2 separate regions of the Bicyclus anynana genome follow, and region 1 is linked to region 2. Evidence: chromatin contacts called from public Hi-C data. All regions are on one chromosome and are shown on one strand. Each heading gives the region's core, a stretch centred on a gene start, on an enhancer-like site or on the middle of the called end of the contact. The rest is flanking DNA. Distances are from core to core; before and after follow the strand shown. Region 1 overlaps LOC112050296 (ABC transporter G family member 23). Region 2 overlaps LOC112050296 (ABC transporter G family member 23).

What was found. Hi-C and Micro-C count contacts between places; a contact is called where the count stands out from the background.
Region 1: a contact with region 2 is called in a Hi-C map of whole body, with 2.8 times the contacts expected there. The contact joins two enhancer-like sites. A contact is called at or near these places in 2 of 2 Hi-C or Micro-C datasets (whole body and whole larva).

What each region holds. Positions count from the first base shown.
Region 1 is chr24:896,698-899,397 of ilBicAnyn1.1, forward strand. It overlaps LOC112050296 (ABC transporter G family member 23), which reads right to left. Exons shown (of 16, transcript XM_024088529.2): 2 at 1,995-2,058. The coding sequence starts at 2,053. Among protein-coding and RNA genes, the nearest start is that of LOC112050296, 26 kb to the right of the region's middle. Within about 2 kb of position 1,379, at least 8 of the 8 cell types and tissues checked have open chromatin away from gene starts, as enhancers often do.
Region 2 is chr24:838,790-841,489 of ilBicAnyn1.1, forward strand. All of the region lies in intron 6 of LOC112050296 (ABC transporter G family member 23), which reads right to left. Among protein-coding and RNA genes, the nearest start is that of LOC112050298, 23 kb to the left of the region's middle. Within about 2 kb of position 1,427, at least 8 of the 8 cell types and tissues checked have open chromatin away from gene starts, as enhancers often do.

The sequences.
Region 1 (2,700 bases), core at 129-2,628, 58 kb after region 2:
GTACCTATGCATTATGTAATACATAATAATTATAATGATACCAGAATGTACAAATTTTTTTTTGGTATTAGAAGACCTAAACAGAGGTCACCCGGAGAAGTTCTACCGGCATGCTTCTTCCCGCCGGCACGCAGCATTGCTGAGTTCCGACTTCCGGTATAATTGCAGGCAAATGAGGCTTATCACCAAAGATTTTCTACTATATATATGTCACGTGCCTATATAAGCACCGCAAATAGTGATCCGAATTTAGCAACTCCACTGAGCAGCGTCAAGTTGATTGCTATATTTCGTTTTTATCAGGACATAAGTGTGAAAATACACTCTTACGTATGTTGTTGTTGTTACAAAAGGTAAAAATAAAAACACAATTTTGTGTTTTTATTCAGATAGGTAGTTGTTTATTTATTGTGTCATCATAACCACATTACGTTAAGTGGCGAATTCCTGGGAGTTTGAGAACCTTTTAGTAGTGAATGAAAAACCCTGGATTATTTGAATTTACGTAGGTTGTCTTGAATAAAATGTACCTATAAAAAGGTTAAAATACATAAAAAAAGCTTAAGGTACCTACAATCTTTTAATATTAACTGATTTTTCTTTAATACGTAGGTATTAAAATTATGTCTTCCGCACATCCTGTATAAATGGACTTTAATAAAAATAAATTAAAGGTAGGTACTTACTTCTCAAACAAAATTACTCACATTGTAGGTACCTACATTACTTACTACCATAAAGTAAGTTTAAATTATGTTTATTATACTAGCCTACGCCCCGCGGTTTATCCCGCGTATTTCCCGTTCCCGTGAGAATACAGGGATGTTTATCATTGTCATTAATAATGTGGCTTTCTAGTGTAAAAGAATTTTAAAAATCGGTTTAGTAGATACGGTGAACTTTTTATTATTAGTTTATAAAAAGCTATGTAATATTACTTTAAACTTAAAATATTTCTTATATCCATCATAAAAACATTTAAAACTGAACTTGAGTAATAATGAATACTGTAAATAATTATTATTAATTATTATTCTATTTCTTTTGTACTCAATTATAATATAAGTTCAAAAGTAAATAGTTATTTAAAACATCTAGCGCCATCTAGCAACAGATCAAAACATTAACTAATAAAAAACAGTATCCTTCGCGTCCCAGTACAGTACATATTCAATAGGTGGCGTTCGCACGTAACGTCATCTTGGTGTAGTAACTCAAGCATCCGTCAATAGATGGCGCTGATCAAAGTACATAAGAAATTGAAAATTGAAGCACTTAAATTTTAAAACAAGCTATTAAAGTTGAATATTGCGTGAAAGATTTCACACATCTAGGTTACTAGGCTCTATCATCAGGTTGTCGTGTACACGCGAAAGTAGCTCTTACGTCACCTCGGGTCAGCATCTTATAACGCTTGCGTCATACCATGTTATGTCTGTTGGTATATCATACACGTGACATACCGCAAGAATAATCTATAGTAGATATTATCTATATTGAAATTTACTCTATAGCCCAACTAAAACCAAAATAAAATCTAGATTTAATAGCTCTAAGTAGTTAATATAGATAGCTTACGATTATAATATCATGAGCTCGGTAACAATAAAAATACTTTTTTGTTATTTTTTTTTGTTTTTGTCAATTGGTTCATAAAGTTTTCAAAAGTATGTACCTCGATGAAAAAACAAATAAAAGCAAAAATCTCCAGTTTAAAAAAAATATGTTTTTCTGTTTTCAATATAACTGATTTTAATAATTAGTAAGCTGTACGAGTGACTTAATCCGCAAGAAATTAACTTTTTTAAAAAATCCGTAACACGTCGAATGTCACAACATAATTAGCCAACCTATAAATAGAAGAGAAGTCTAATAGCTATTTTCTAATCAAATCTAATAGTTAATTTGTTGAGATCAATGTCAATTCGAAAATTTACTAGTTTCGGAGATAAACGTGAACAGACAATACAAATTAAGCAATCAAAGGTACCCACGCTGTTGTCCAACTAAACATCTGCTTCACTCGCTCCGACCGGAAGTCCTTCGCTGCCATCTTGTCTGTAACAATATAAAATAACATGAGACACAATAAAAAATATTGAAAGCCTCAATCGGATGAAAAAGTCACAAACAGTAAAAAATATGAAGATTGTGAGTCTCAAAGACCCGTAAACATACGTCTGAGTCACAAGACCCTAAGTCTGCAGTTTAAAAAAATCCCGATTTTTTTGAACACTCATTTTACTAATTTCAACTATAGCTTGGCAACTTCGTTCGTAACATTCCCGATGTTGCGCGCGGGCCGGGGGAGCGTGTCGCGATGAATAAAAACCTACAATTGATGCACGTCACTTCCCCGCGCGCACTATTTCACACCCGCGCTTGTTTCCCCCTGTCGCCCGCATATCATGGTGATCAACTTGCCAGACTTTAAACTAAACCTATAGTTTACAAGTACCTACTTTTCGAGCAGTTTAATGGATAAGTATGATTGCAATGTTAATATCGGTTCGGAAGGCTGATGCTACTGCGTACCTAAAGCCATCAAAAAACTCAGAAGTTAGTTAGTAAGACGAATTCGAAACTATTCCAGATATAAAATCGTTACAAAGAACCTCCAAGTAACATCCTATGGAACGGGCCTAATATACTCAATAAAATACAAACAAATATAGTTTATATAAACATTCAACATACTCA
Region 2 (2,700 bases), core at 177-2,676:
ATAAATAAAATCCTGCCATTCGTACGTTTACTAAATGCTGAAAATTGTGTCGCTTGGCGCACCGCTGACGCTAACGCTTATGCGACCGTGGGCCCAGCTAGCGGAACCACAGAACAATAAAGCTGGAACATTGGATTTGTCACACTCATTGTAAAATAATGAGTGGAGTTAGCTCACTGAAGCGCGCTGTAACTTTAATGGGTTTGTATTAGTGAGCCATTTCACTTATGGTGATATGGTGGAACTAATTGCAAATGTTAGCTGTAAAAAGTAGCTTTTAGGGTGCACCAACTAATTGAACTGTTACTCATGTCAGTCTGTAGGTCTCGACAGTAAAAAGTGATCCTTCCTGTATTTTACCTATTGAGGGGAATCCTAAAAGATATGGTGATTTGGCATCATTCAGGCAAGCTTTTCCACCTTATGCCACATCTCCATCGCAAGAGATAATGGAACGCGAGTCTATTTCATTAAAAAATAATTTACCTATAGTAGGTTTTTTATTTTTTTAATTACTTATGTTTTTTTTTTTATTGAGAAAGAATACAATAAGGTACTTAAGCTAACTATAGTAGGTAACTCAATTTCGATATCATAAAAATCACCACCTGCGGCATTACATTAGGTAGGTTTGTGCAATAAATTAACTTTATGTTATAAAGGAAAGGAAAAAACATGGGGAAATTGTGGAAAAAGTAAGCCGAAAAAATAGTTCACGCGGTCAAAGTGTTTAAATAAATGCTTAGTAATGCTTAGTCTACAATAATGTTAAAAGGAAGTAAAATTTGTCAGTTTCTGAGGCTGTAGGGGGTAAAAAAGGGGCAATTTAGCAAATTCCCGAAAAAGTGTCTTTAAAGACTGTAGTTTTTCCCCCAACCCTGAAAGCAGAAATTGTATAGACAATCATTTAATCTACCAAATCTAATAGGTTCCCGCAGCGCTGGAGTAAATACACTATTAGCATCATGGGATCCGCTACCATGTAGTTTAATCCAGCAATATGCCCCGCGTGGACTCTGATATGCTATCACTTTAATTTGTATTTATTTAAAACTAGCGGACGCCCGGCTTCGTCCGCGTGGAATTCAGTTTTTCACAAATCCCGCTGGAACCATGGATTTTTCCGGGATAAAAAGTAGCCTATGTGTTAATCCAGAGTAAAATCTATTTCCATTCCAAATTTCAGCCAAATCGCTTCAGTAGCCGCAGCGTAAAAGAGGAACAAACATAACTACACACAAACTTTCGCCTTTATAATATTAGACAAGTTTTAATTAATTTGGCAGTAGATCGTAACTCGAAAGTCCGCCACTAGATGTCGCCCGTCGCTATGAAGACAAAAGTATACAACTGAGTAAGTGAGTGAGTAACATAATAGCGCTCCAGATTTGATCGGTATCCGGCAATCTGTTATGTCGACGTATTGAGCAAGGTGCCGCCTGACTCGGACGCGCCTTGCGTAACCGCCCGAGAGATCGACTTCAGCTTGTACTGGACATAGAGCCTGCAACAGCCTGACATGCCTCACTTTATGAAGGCTTCGTAAGCCCATCATACACCATAAGTAAGGTAGTAGTTGTGACGGCCTCTGTGGCGCGGTGGATTTACAAAACGGAGAGCCTGGGTTCGATCGCCGGCTGGGCCAATTGAGTTTTTCTTAATTGGTTTAGGTCTGACTGGTGGGAGGCTTCGGCCGTGACTACCGGCTACGTGACCGGCTACGTGGCGGTACGATGAAGTGTAGAAACCGAAAAGGGGTGTGGATTTTCATCCTCCTCCTAACAAGTTAGCCCGCTTCCATCTTAGACTGCATCATCACTTATCATCAGGTGAGATTGTAGTCAAAGGTTAACTTGCAAATAATAAAAAAAAAATGTAGTAGGTAAAATTATGGACTTTGGACCATGATAGCTGACCGGACTATTACTCGTATTATTAATTTATTGAAATAAGGAGGTAACTCGCTAGGTGGAACATTACCTATCGTGACAGGAATATGGCAGTAATTTTATTTCATTATTTAATTAAATAATATAATAATTATTTATTTTGTAATTAAAAAAATTACTTAATTCATATTCTACGGTAATTAAAATTTTGGATAATAATCTCTGGGGATTTACCTTCAATTATTTCAAGTAACTAATATAAATAAGAAAGAAATTCGCGTATTTAGTAACCTAAAATTTTCTATATAAGGCAACTTGATATGTTAGGCCATTGTAAAGGTAGTAAGATAGTAGTATCGGTGGTAGAGTCACTACCTACTGACAGACTTGACTATTCAAAATTGCTTCAATAAAAGCATTCGAATTGGTTAACTGAAGCCAGAATGAAAGATTCTTAATTTATTTTGATGAATGCTCTGTCTAATTAAGCGAAACTAGGAGTAAGTGTACTAACTATAAATTGCCTCCATTTCGTGATGACCTTTCGATGTAATATTCGATTTATCCCAACTGATGATAAGTGAAAAGCCCTAACATGTAACAGAGAAAACCTTTTCAGGGTATGCAAGGAACAGATTTGACAATGCTTGGCCAATCCAACAACTTGAAGTAATTTTTTCAAGTCCCAAGTGCCTGCAATTTTATCGGCAAATGTACCTTTCGGACCGGAAGATAACAATGACGCTTGGCAGAATGTTGGCAGGCAGTATGAGGCACAAAGGACTTGTCTTATTTACTAGTACCACACTTC